Linked DNA regions of Zea mays: regions 1 and 2 are each linked to region 3. The links are chromatin contacts, called in public Hi-C maps. All regions are on one chromosome and are shown on one strand. The core of a region is the stretch at or near the end of the contact, and the rest is flanking DNA. Distances in the headings are between cores, read along the strand shown. Region 1 holds the start of LOC541776 (RNA polymerase 2). Region 2 holds the start of LOC100192547 (gl1 protein). Region 3 holds the start of LOC100193715 (Putative receptor-like protein kinase family protein).

What was found. A called contact is a pair of places that touch in the nucleus more often than the background predicts.
Region 1: a contact with region 3 is called in a Hi-C map of leaf, with 5 times the contacts expected there. The contact joins the promoter of LOC541776 here to the promoter of LOC100193715 in region 3. A contact is called at or near these places in 2 of 25 Hi-C or Micro-C datasets (ear and leaf).
Region 2: a contact with region 3 is called in a Hi-C map of ear, with 2.4 times the contacts expected there. The contact joins the promoter of LOC100192547 here to the promoter of LOC100193715 in region 3. A contact is called at or near these places in 3 of 25 Hi-C or Micro-C datasets (bundle sheath, ear and leaf).

The regions. Positions count from the first base shown.
Region 1 is chr9:109,807,128-109,811,710 of Zm-B73-REFERENCE-NAM-5.0, forward strand. It overlaps LOC541776 (RNA polymerase 2), which reads left to right and starts at 2,606. Exons shown (of 20, transcript NM_001348524.1): 1 at 2,606-3,658; 2 at 4,432-4,583. The coding sequence starts at 2,942.
Region 2 is chr9:110,419,296-110,423,780 of Zm-B73-REFERENCE-NAM-5.0, forward strand. It overlaps LOC100192547 (gl1 protein), which reads left to right and starts at 1,401. Exons shown (of 11, transcript NM_001353471.1): 1 at 1,401-1,549; 2 at 1,746-1,969; 3 at 2,810-3,048; 4 at 3,197-3,416. The coding sequence starts at 1,499.
Region 3 is chr9:110,108,463-110,112,780 of Zm-B73-REFERENCE-NAM-5.0, forward strand. LOC100193715 (Putative receptor-like protein kinase family protein) reads left to right here and starts at 2,935. Exons shown (of 3, transcript NM_001358871.1): 1 at 2,935-3,193; 2 at 3,396-3,615; 3 at 4,077-4,318. The coding sequence starts at 4,086.

The sequences.
Region 1 (4,583 bases), core at 1,356-3,855, 300 kb before region 3:
CGCCTGATCCGGAATCAAAGGGTCAGATTAGGTCCTGGTTCACGCGAACCGGTACCCATCCGTGACCCATGGATCAGAATCCGATAGGGGTGATTTTAAAAGAGGCGCGATAGGCTCTGGTCCGTCAGATCGCATCCGACGCCCCACAATCAACCCTGAAGGGGTATCCTCTTCGTCTAATCCGAGTCATCAATCCTCGATCGAACGGTTGGGATTCCATCCCCCCCCCCAATCTGATGCAAGGCACGGCGGCACCGCGCGGTGAGCCGCGGTGCTGCATCGCCGGTGATCGGCTAGCCTACTACCCAGTGTACGAAAATTGCAAACTAACCCTTACGTCGTGGAGTAGGAGGCCTGACGCATGTCGGCAGAGTAACATACCAATGATTCAGGTGGCCGCGAGGTTGCTCCATGGCGGACAGCGGGTCTGCGGCGGAGGCGATACTTCGACGACGGATACCGCGCACTCCAGTCGATAACCACCCACGACGCTCTAACGACGACCCTCACGAGCCTCTCGCAATGCACTCCAGATGGCCACGAAGGCTTCACCAGCGGCAGATGATTGAGTCCACGGCGACGGCCGATCTCCCTCCTCCCTTCTGCTCTCTCCCCACGGCGCGACGATCTCGGTGGTGTGGATTCCGATGAGGGATGTTGCGCACGGCCTGGGAACCTCTCCCTATGATGGACGCAAGGCACAGGCCGGCCAACTGGCCCGCGCATGTCGCAGGTGGTTTCAACCACCCGATCGTCGCGGTAGCAGGGGGAAGAAGATAACTAGTGCCTCGGGGCCCACATGTCATTGAGGAGGTCACGGTCACTTGAAGCGCGAGAACGAGACTAACGCCAAGGACCCACGCGCTAGAGGACTAGGGATGCACATTTTGAACCCGTGAACCGAACCCGAACCGTACCCGAACCCGAATAGACCGAATTTGTCGGTTTTCGGTGTTCGGTTCCCAAATCGTATCTGTTCGGTTATAGGGTTTGGGTTCGGTTTCTATCCCGCCTAACCCGAATAGACCCAAACAAACCGAAAAACAGTAACCCCACTCCCCCAGCCCAAACCAGTGGTCAGCGGCCCACCCACGGCCGATCAGCCCAGTATGGCACTCTCCCTCCCTCGGACCCTCACAAGTCGCCAACCCAACCCTAGTCAGCCACCGTCGCCAAAGTCAGCCGCCGTCGCCAAAGTCAGCCGCTGTCGCCCCCAAGCTCCAGGCTCCAGCTCCCGCGCGCTGCCCAGCCGCTAGGCCCCAGCCCCCAGGAACAAGCATGGCGACATCCATTGCTCTAGCTACCGGCCCGGCCAGCTACTCGCTTCTCCCAGCCCAACCAGCCGTCCCAGGTACCATCGTACCGACGTCCGCTGCTCCAGCTCCATTGCGTACGCTCCACTGCTCCCAGCCCGGCCCCGGCCAGCCGTCCCAGGTACCGCCGTACCGGCGTCCGCTGCTCCAGCTCCACTGCGTCCGCTCCACTGCTCCCAGCCCGACCAGTTAATTGTTTATGAACGTATGGACATATGTGCATATTATTGTATCAGCTTGTTTGTCATTCATGAACTCATGATTTGTACATGTTTTGTGTTATTCAGTTTCTGGAGGAACCGAATAGACCGAACCGATTTTTTTGGTCTATTTGGGTTCGATCCCTGTAAATTTAGGTTCGAGTTCGGTTCCTATAATTCAGAACCCGAATTGTGTAGAACCCGAATAGACTGAACCGAATAACCCGAATGTCCAGCCCTACAGAGGACGTCCCCACATGTCGGCGCTGGGAAGCCGAGGCGGGCACGCGCAAGTGTCCTTAGGCGGGGCCCACACGTCAGCGCCACAACAGGGTTGGGCTATGCGCGCCCAGGAGCCTCAGCGGGCTAAAATGCACCCGAGCGGCCCAGTATATGTAGTTTTCTTTTTTTCATTTATGTTTTCTTTTCGTTTCATTTCGACTCGTTTAGCTTGCGAGTTAGAGTCTCATTTCGGCTCGTTTAGCCTGTGAGATAGAGAAAAACATGTATATAATAATAATCAATTTCTAGTTAATTTCAAACAAATTTAACAATATAAAATATTAGTTATACTCGTAGTTTTAAAGACCTCATCAATGTAACACCAAATTAACATAACTCATCATCATCAATTCACAATTGACACATATGTTTATCAATTTAACCCACATTTATATTCGCATAAACCAATTTAACACAGACACAGTTCATTAATCATTAGTTTAACTCATATGCCATAAGCACCACACATATAACATGTTCATCAATTGTTACATAAACGATATGCATATAGTTTTATTTTGCTAAATTGTGATAGCTCTTTTAGCTTGTGAGCTAGCTAATTAACAAACTTAGATGATTCATTAACAATGAGTTAGGATGTCAGGTCAACTCATAAAAAATTCAAATAAGGCAATCCATGTCGATCCGAGTTGACCATGAACCAAGCAAGCCAATGAGCCACGATCATTTCGTCCGACTTTAGCAAGGGAGCTTGCGCGAACTGCGACAACGACATCCCGTCTATGGTTGTAATTATATTATAATTTAATTTGTATAAGTTGTAGAATATTTTGTATATTGTTGCAAAACACGGATACCTAGCTAGTGATATTGATGAACCCTGTGGCCTGACCCAGTGCCAGCTCGTTGACATGAAGGCTTACCGTCCGATACGAGCACTCCAAGGCGATCCAACGGCCGCGATCTGGAGGAACGGTCTCCTAACCTCCGATATTTCCTTTCTCCCTTATCGCCTTCGCCTCCGCGGCTCCGCCTCGCTCTCCAAGGTTCTGCCGAGGTTTCTCGCCTCCCCGCTCCCCCCTCTCCGAGTCTCCGTCCTTGCCACTCCTCTCTCCCCTCTTCCACCTCAATCCAATCCGACCCTCACCATTGTAGCCGGAACTCGCAGCGGGACACTAGGCGCGCATGCCGCTCCTCCTCTACCCCTTCTCCGCGTGCGTGCCGCCGCCGCGGGCGCTGCTCCGCCGCCTGTCGCCGCCGCCGCCCATGGCGGTCGTCGCTCCGCTGCCTTCCGCCGTCCGTATAATCCCCTCGGTGGGAACGCTCGACCTTCCGGCGCTCCCGCCCCCGCCCACGGACGACTTCCACTGGCTCGACCTATTCGCGTTCCTCAACTCCCCTGCCGACACCTACCACCAGATCCCCGCGCAGGGCGAAGAGGAGCTGGAGGCGGGGCTGGAACTGGAACTGGAGCTGGAGCTGGAGAAGCACGCCGAGGTGGAGAGGCAGCGGGGGCGGGCGCGAAGAGCGCAACTCCGGCGGCTGCGGCAGCGGCAGGTCAAGGCGGAGACGGAGGCCTGGGCGCGGGCCGCCGAGGAGTACCGCGAGATCGAGCGGGAGATGCTCGACCGCAGGCTCGCGCCCGCGCTGCCCTACGTAAAGGCGCTCTTCGTCGGCTGGTTCGAGCCGCTGCGGGACGCCATCGCCAGGGACCAGGACGTGCAGCGAAGGAAGCGGGTCAAGCACGTCTACGCTAAGTACCTGCTTCTGCTCCCAGCCGACAAGGTGGCCGTAATCGTCATGCACAAGATGATGGGCCTGCTCATGTCCAGCAAGGACGGCACTGGCAGTGTCCGCGTTGTCCAGGCCGCGCACTGCATTGGTGAGGCTGTTGAGCGCGAGGTGAGTTGCTTTGCTTGATTGCTGTTATTTTAGGAGGTTTGGAGCAATACTAGACCATTTTGACGCCGACCAGGACTCCTGAGCTCTTGTGGACAGCAATGCGGGACTTAAAATTTTTCACATTTTCTGCAAACAATATCTTTGTTTGATGAGTGATGATCTGTAGTCTTAGAGAACCTATCTCCAGACGGGTTGCAATGTTTAGTGGTAGTAGACATCATTCCATCCGTTTATATTACAGTTTTGCCAAGTGCCAAGTCAAACAAGAAGGTTAATCAGGCTTGGAGAGCTAATTTGAAGTTGTAGGAACTGATGAGGGCATTAGGCAAGATCTGCAGTTTAGATTTAAACTGTGCACGGATATAATCTGAAAACTGTGCTGTAATGATCTTTGATTCTGACCTATTAATCCATAAAAAACCTGCATACATGCCCTGTAGCCTGTAATTTGATCACTGAACGTACTTGACAAGACATGTATCTGTACACCACAAGGCATTGGTGAGTTAAAAGTTTGGAACTATTAAAGTGAGATTTAAAATTTGTCTTCTTATAGAATCAGTTACTCACCTTCTGCACTAGAGTGCAGCTTCCGTACTTTTTTGTGAAGTTCTGAAGTTTGATTATATCAAATTTGGAAGTAACTTAATGCTATTTGCCTATTTTCGGTTCGTTACCTTTCCGTTCATTGCAATTCCTCTTAGTGTGTTCCCCATTGGAAATTGATTTGGCAGTCCACTGAAAGTTGGTGTTTCCCCTTCCTTTCTTTACAGTTCAAAGTCCAGTCATTCTTTCAGAAAAGTAGGAAGAAGAAAATCCAAGGTGAAAATGATCCAGCATTGGAGAAGGAGCAAGCTAAATGCCGTAAGCGTGTTAAGAGTTTAGTTAAGAGGCGGAAGATGAGTGAAGCACAGAGGCTAGTTCA
Region 2 (4,485 bases), core at 151-2,650, 310 kb after region 3:
CAATTTTTGAAGTTTTAAAAAATTGGTATAATGTTATAGTATCGTAATATATATTGTTATCTATTAGTTAAGCTCAAAAAGTTAACTTCACAATAAATATAGTTAATTAGAGTAGAGGGGGACGCTCCCCCTCTCCACGGAGAGAAATTCCTGTTAGACTGGAAAAAGGGAGAAGGGTTGAGGGATCTATTAGATGGAAAGAGGGAGGCGTCGTACATGGAGATGTGTCAGGAGAAGCCAATCCAGGGCTCTGTTGAAGCACGCCTTAGACCAGCTCTAACGGAGCCCCCTACCACTCCCCCACCCCACATATAGGGTGTGATTTGGGGTGAGAAACCCCTCTAACAATTGCCTCTACAGCCTACCCCATGTTGGGGGAGAGAGGTTGTTCCCTCATATATGGGGACCTCTAATCTCTTCCCATATTTTAATTAATTAATTTCTTTGGGATATTAACTCTTTTTAAGTAATGTAATATGATAACAACGTGTATTATGATATGATAGTACAACCATTTTATGATTTTTTACACTTTAAAAACTGATGAAAAAATGCTAAATAACTAAAACTATAGTATATATGGGGACCCAGATAAGGTGTGTTGTTGGAGACGTCCTTAATGTGGAAGTAATGAAGTATCTTTTGGAATGATATAGTGAAATATAGTAGAAAGTACAGATAGGGTGAAAATGTGGTGAGAATGGTTGAAGATGACCATACTTTTGAAAGTACTGTCACACGCACAACGTCACCAAGCTTGAAAACCTGAATTCAAAGTACGAATGTTCATCCTGCTACTATTTATTACTCAATTAATTGAAAAGCAGCAGGAATACACCATACTTCACCTCAGCGCTTGAGCATCTGACAACTCCCTCCGGCATTTGTGCGCCAAAGTCAGTTTGAGCAAATCCAAATTTGACGGCCGACTAAATTTGAGGATCCGTTTATCTGGTTTTGAGAGTTTCAGAACTCAAATACATAACATGTCGATAACCTCTAATGCATTTTCCTCTATTAATTTTCTCTGTAGAATAGAACCGCAAACAATCCAGCAGCACTCGTGCGGCTCCAGCTTCCGGATCTTAATACCTCAACTTTGTGACATATAAATATGTTTTCAAAATAAAAACAAAAGGACGGATGTAAATTATTTTAGAAAGAAGGGCTAAAAGTAAAAAAGAAAATATAGGACAGTATCAACTGTTTCTTCATTAACTAGCCTTGCTGTTTTTTTATATATGAAACAAAATTAAAGACATTCGACTTTTTTTTGGAAGAAACCCTGGGTTAGTTGGAAATGGCAGCAACTGTCCCTTTATTAATTAGCTCTGCTATTTTTGCAACTGGTCCTTTATAAATAGGGACGGGGTGGCGTCCAAGACGCATTCGAGGCGATAGGCATCGTCGTCCCACCCAGCAGTGCAGAGACTCTCTCTCTCTCTCCCCGGCCACCTCTCGCTCACGAGCACCCCATCTTCCCGGCCAGGGCCTGGGTATGGGTGCTCCGCTCGCCTCCTGGCCATGGGCAAGCCTCGGATCATACAAGGCAAGCAAGTAACGACTGTCTGTCTGTCTGTCTGATCATGCATACCGGCCGGTTCGTTCATTCGCCCGCGCGCGCGCCATAGCTGTTAGCTTGACGCTAGCTCCTGCTCACCATCGGTATGTAGACGACGACGCACGCAGCAGCTTTACTGATCTTGGTCTCGCTTTTGTTTGTCTGGACGGGCGTGCACGCGCAGTACCTGCTGTACGGGCCTCTGGTGGCGAAGGTGGCGCACGCGTGGAGGGAGACGGGGAGCCTGCCGCTGGGGTCGTGGTGCCTCCACCTCCTGCTCCTCCTGGCGCTCCGCTCGCTCACCTTCCAGCTCTGGTTCTCCTACGGCAACATGCTCTTCTTCACCCGCCGCCGCCGCGTCGTCAAGGACGGCGTCGACTTCCGCCAGATCGACGCCGAGTGGGACTGGTGAGCTATAGCGTTGATCTGCTGAGCATGCATATAATACGTAGTACTCTCTATGTCTCTCTGCCTGCTGCCGGCCTGCCGCCATGGCTGTCTGCTGACTGCTGTGCTGATCATGGCTCTGACGACCGAGCTCGCTACCTAGCTGGTGTGCTTCTTCCGATTGGCTGGAGCTCCTGCTAAGGTTCCCCACTAAAAAACTCGCTTCAAAGTCGAAACTCTCGTCTATCTGGAACACCGAATTTTACTGAGAAGGTGGCGTCTATCTTTTATTATTATTATTATTTTGTTTCAACTCTGAAAAGAAACGAGTGAGGCTATCTCCAGTAATTTATTTGCTCGTCCTCGTATTCGTATTCGAACTCCACTCATGATTAATGCAAAACAGTGTTTTAGATGATGACTGCACGGTCTCAGTGGGATTTGATCGGCAAAGAAATCAGTGACGGTACTAGTACTGGTGCACGCGCATCAGGGGGCGTCCATGTCCATGTATGGCGTACGAGTGCGCGCCTGCTCACTTTGGTCTTGTACATGTTTTCTCCGTGCCGTGCTCCGGTTTCCCTCCTTTTATATGGATGGATGGATGGGCCGGCCGTTGGGGACTTAGCGGGTGGGAGGTGCCATTCACGCCAGGGCAGTAATAAATGTGCAGTAATTCTTTTCAGTCCTTATCACCTGCTTGCTTGCTTTGCGCATCTGCATAAACTGTGCTGTACGGGAGGACTGTTTGTGTTCATCTAATAAATTATAATAAGGAGCACGCACTGACGCACAGTTCATGTGTATAGTATGTACGTATGACTATGACCTGAACCTGAACTCGAACGTGCGTACTCGCAGGGATAACATGGTGATCCTGCAAACCCTGGTCGCGGCGGTGGCGATGGGCAGCGCGGCGTTCCCGGCCGTGTCGGAGCTGCGGGCGTGGGACCCGCGCGGGTGGGCCCTGGCCTTGCTCCTGCACGTGGCCGTCTCGGAGCCCGTCTTCTACTGGACCCACAGGGCGCTGCACCGGGGCCCGCTCTTCAGCCAGTACCACGCCAGGCACCACTCGTCCCCCGTCACGCAGCCGTTCACGGGTACGTCTACGCGTGCTACTGCTACCCTGCAGACTCGAGAGATTTTCTTTTCATCTTTATTTTTTTTTGAATTGAGTGGTTACAAAAACCGTTCACGGTGGTGCTAATTAATTAATGCGTGCATCGTTTCGTATCGTATGCACTGCAGCCGGGTTCGGCACGCCGCTGGAGGCGCTGCTCCTGACGCTGGCGATGGGGGCCCCGCTGGCGGGAGCCTTCCTGGCGGGCGCCGGGTCCGTGAGCCTGGTCTACGGCCACGTCCTCCTCTTCGACTGCCTCCGGTGCATGGGGTACAGCAACGTGGAGGTCATCTCGCACAGGGCCTTCGCCGCCTTCCCGCCGCTCAGATACCTCGTCTACACCGCCACGTACGTAAGCCACACCATCGCTGCACTTGCTGCTGTGTGTGTGTGTCTGTCGCCAAGTCTTTTGGTCGTCTCGATCGAATCCATCTACTTTTATATGATGTACTACTAGTACGTACGTGTACGTACGTACAACATGACATGAGGATGGTCAAACTGCGTCAGGACAGGAGTCGAGCACGACGAGCAGTGTGTACGACGGCGGCACGCGTCCATGCGGCCGCTGTACGTACTACTGCGTATAGGCAAAAATCCACCTGTGTCGTGTTCCGTTTCCGCTGTGTGCGGGATTGCGTATAGGCGCTGGGCCTACGTACGCATACTGACATAGTACTAGTACGTACGTATACTTCTGCTCTATCACCACTACTCGATCGTGTGTAGTATACGTACGTAGACTAGCTACCGATGTAGTAGACCAGCTCTGCACTCGAGCTCGTACTCAGTGCGGGCGAGGCGACTGCAAGCATAGTACTCAGTACATGGTCGTGATTGGCAGCTTCGTCCAACACACAAAAAGAGACGAGGCGCATGAGATGAGATGACAGATGATGTCGCCAACCTTCGTTCCAACTACCTCATTTATGGGTTGCGCGCGCTTCTCATGATAATCAATACTCCTGCGATCTACTACTCCCGAACAGCCGAACTTCAGACATGCCTGCCTGCAGTTAGGCCACTGCACGGACGCACTTTCCTTGCGTGCGCGCGCACCTGGCGCTAGCTGCCACTCCCTCCGCCCTCTGGTTTCTTATTAGTCATATCAAATGTTTAATTGTTAATGACGGGTATTAAATATAGTTTTATTTATGTTTAATAAATTCACCTAATTTTTTTGTCTTCATCTATAATTAAACTATATTTAATATCAGTAATTTATTGTTTAAATATTCCATGCGACCTACACTAAACTTTAATTGGCAGGAACCAGACACCTAGTAAACAATTGCCGATATCTATATGCTGCTAACTTCAATAGTTACAAGAGCTAATGGTAATTAGGACTCGTCGGTTTATACAGGAATGCAGGAATCGTTTCCGGCAATACTAATATGGATGGCTAGTTAACCAC
Region 3 (4,318 bases), core at 1,685-4,184:
TCTATCTATCTATCTATCTATCTATCTATCTATCTATCTATCTATCTAAAAGTATCAATCACATCAGCCTAAGCAAGGCCCGTAGTAATTATCCAACCAAGGAAAAATGACAGGTCATGCATGCTAGCTGATATGGACGGACTTTAGCCTGCCTAGCCTGCATGAAAAGGAAACCCTTGTATAAAGAAGCCATTGGTAACCCTTGTGTCTTATATACCCTGGGTGGCTGGTGATTTGCACTGTACAAAGATGGCATCAAATCAAAGCAAGTCGAGTTTAAGGATTTGTTGGTCAAGGCCAACATGCGTGCCCTGTCTTCGCCCTCCCAAAAAAATCAAACGTCAATAATGAAGAGAGAGAGAGAGAGGACCACTGTGGCAGCCATGTGCCCAACTGTCATCCACCGAACAGGCGAACAGTACCAACTAGGCCAAACAAAACAAAAAAAATCTCTCCACAAAAAAAAAGTTTTCTTTTTGTTTCATTTTTCATTAGTAGCGATAAACTAGCTAGCAGATTTTTTTTTTTTTTGCATCGGCAGCGAAGAGCACCTCACGGGAAAACGGTGTTTTCATATAACTTTTTTTTGTTAATAAAAGAAACGCGCACGCGCTGTTAATAGAGAGGTATTGACCTTCCTTGTTACAAGGCATGACCTGTTTTTTCTTCTCTCTCTCTATAGTCTTGAGGATTACTATAATGATCTCACGTGACAGGATAGATAGATATATATACGTACCGACTTTGCAAGTTGCTTGAGCTGTCGTTACCATTCACATCCAAGAGAACATGGGAGCCACGTCACCAAAATCCGCAACGCACATGTGTTAGAAACATGAACTCAACTACTCCTGAGATCCTTGACACACGGCTAGCTAATTTAGTTAGCTGGCCACAGCCATGGTGTGCTTCGGAAACCGTGTAGTCGAGCTCTCATCACGCCGCAAATGGCTCCACGAGACGAGTACGTGTACGTATACCACTGATTAGCAAAAGAGAGAAATAAAAAATGGACACACCTCAGCTATAACGAGACAGGGATCAAACTGCGGTGGTGCCAGTGGAAGCCCATGTTCGGTTGTTGTTCCAACCAACGGAAACGGCCGTACCGACGGAATACTTAAGACAACAACCAGCCAGATTTTTTTTAAAAAAAAAAGGCAGGAAAAAAACAAATGCACGTTGAATGGTTTTTTCTTTCGTTTTTAATCCAAGTTGTCTATCAATTTGAGGATTTCAGTTTCAACGCTGACAAAAAATAAAGCACGTTTGAATAACGTGGTTATTGTCAAAGGATGCCTTTCCAGAACGTCAATATATACTTTCGTGCCCACCCAATCACATATATATAATAACATTAAAGAACACTGCAGCCCAAACTCTGAGAGAAAACGCTACAGACGATTTTGACCAGACGACATCCAAAAAAAAAATTAACACAGCGAGACGTGTACAGCACACACACTACTGGTTGGATGGATGGGATGGGTATGTGTGGATACAGGTCAGCGTACTGCGTACGTAGCTACATCAACCGGATTTTTTGAGAGGTGCAAAATTTAAGTGCGATAGACTAGTTCCACAATAGTTCAACTAGCCTGTATAGAACATCTCGAGTACTACGAAATGCATTTTGCATATATACTACTGTGGCTGCTCTTAAAAAAAAGAAGTTTTCTTTTTTTTCCCTGGAAGAAACCGAAGACTTTAACTACTTCTTGGGAGTTGGAATGTCTATCTTCTATACTGCATGATTCATTACCTAAGATTTGCGCGAAATGGTAGCTTTGTCGCTGTGATAATTCATTGTTTTAGGACTCTTTGGCAGTATTAGGGTTTCTTAGAGACAGTGAAGAGAATCCACCTCTTGATAACTTCAGCTTCTGGCAAAAAAAAAAACAGTTTTGACTCTGCCATTTTTATTTTGTTAGTTTCAGGAATTATCCTGCTACACAATGGTATATACTCTCTCTATTCTTTTTTATTTATTGCGTTTTAGTTAAAAAAATAAACTAGCCAACGATAAATATTATTGAACGGATGTAATACTTATTAGGTAGTGTTTTTTATTAAGCCTGTGAAAAAACATAAGAAAATTCTTGTCGGAAATTACATTGGCAATCTAAATTTTTAGTTACTCCGCACCTAAAAAGGGATTTTAACCATTTGTCCAAATATATCATACTTATTTGGGAGAAATATATCTATTTAAATACTAAGGGCTTGTTTGTAAGCAAGGATATTGAAGGGATTAAGAGGGTCAAAATTCTCTACTATTTAAATTTAAATATTAGAAAATTCTAGCCCCTCAATTCTCTTACTTCCATTCCAAACAAGCTTTAAAGAGTGTTTGGATTCGCTGCTGTAGCTTACCTAGCTTGTCCTAAGGCTATGCGCAACGCTGCCCCCTTGGTAGCCCCCTCCTCTTGCATGTGGCGCGTAGGGGCACTTTATGGCCGCAGCGGTGTCTCCTACGGCGCCCCTACGCGCCGATCCTCTTCTCTCTCCCCCAGATATAGCGTGTCACTGTTCATCCCCAAACACTGTGCTGTGGGTCCACAAGTAATTGTTAGTAGATAAAAAATTGATAGTTGGTATAGAAAATAATATTTTATAGTGGTAGTGGGATATAAGGGTAGTATTTAGGGGGAACTGTTGCGGGAGATAAAAAAAATAGGAGGGAAAAGTGATATAGGGGAAAAATTTAGAGGTAATAAGGGAAACAAAAATCTGAATCTGTTTTGTATATGTAGCCGAGGAGCTCCACCTTAGGAAATTTAAAAAATATACTATAATAAAAAATCCTGATTTTGTGTAAAGCCTAATTACGCGGGGTGGACTATTATAACGGTAAAACAAAGCAAGGCGATCCTAGTAGTACAAAACTCTGCTCGCTCGCTCGCTCGCCCTTTCTCTGTCCACACTTCTCTCATTCTCTGAGTTCTCTCTCCTCTCCCCACCTTCTCTCTCCTCTCCCCACGAACCGCGCCACCTTTTCTGACGCCGCATCATCGGCGACTTCATCGCCGTCGACAAGACGCATCAAGGCAGTGCCTGCTACTCCCGCCTCCGCATTCTTGCCCCACGGAGCGTGCTCCTGCTCTCGGCCGCCGTCCTGGTGCTGAACAGCTGACACAGCCGGAGAGATCCGCCCGGCCTCGGATCCGTTTCTTCTCCTGCTGGTGCCTTGGTGGTGAGTGAACCTAGCTTCCTTCTGCCGGTTGATTCGATCTAGGAGCTCCGTTTGTTCTTGGGGGCATTTACTTTGCCGTGGCCGTGGTCCGTGAGCAATCAAATCCAAATCTGTCTCCCTTTCGATTTGTTTGCTGCGGAGTGCGGAGTGCGGAGGGTGACGCGCTGCTAGCTCTTAATCTCTCTGCTTGTTTCTCCTTCAGATGCTGATGCGGACTCGGGACTCCTACGGAGAGCTGAGGTGACCTTGTTGAGTGTGCCCTTACCCAGCGCCGCCTGCCTCCGAGCCGAGATCTCCTCCGCGCACCCCGGCATTCTCTCTCTCTGTCTCTGGTGCCGACGACCGCGCGGCCGACCCCGCCCTACGCCAGGTGCTCAGGTCTCCATCTTCGGGACCTTCGCCGGCGACGAGCACCCGCCCAGGTAGCCCACCCCTTCTCTTCCGTTCCTGTCTTGCGAAACCGAGCTCCCGAACCCAAACTCTTTGTGTTCGGATCTGATCTCATGCGGTTACAAGTCCAGTATAGATGTATTTTGCCTACAAACTTCATTTTTTTTGGAAAAAAAATGTCTTTTGCTGGGTCCGACCGTGCCGCGGAAGCGCGGAGAGTGCTGCGCTGCTAGCTCTTAATCTCCACCGTACCTCTTCTAGCTTCTTCGTTTTCTGCCATATGCGCTAGGCAAGATCGATCTAGCCAAGCTGCCGATGCGGTTCGTTTTCCAGAAGTTTTGGGGGATTCAGTTCGAGTTCAATGCCCACAAGTGATGAGCAGCATATTCTTGTTCTTGCCTATTACCGATTGTTTTGCTTCCCTTTTTCTCGAGATGGGATTTCAGTTTTGCATGCATGCGATCTGAAAATTGTGAACATACTTTTTACTCAGGTCAACATCATGATGGCTACTTTGGGGAGGAAGAAGCGGCAAGCCGCAACAACCTTCATCGTGCTTTGCATCTTGTCATCCTTCTACATCTGCAAAGCGCAGTTCACGCCTGCGGACAGCTACCTTGTTGACTGTGGGTCCTCCAAGAGCACAATGGTTGGCCAGAGGACCTTCACAGCGGATGGCGCATCTCCGGTGAAGGTGTCCACCTCCCAGGATATACTTGCGGGCACCTCAGCAAA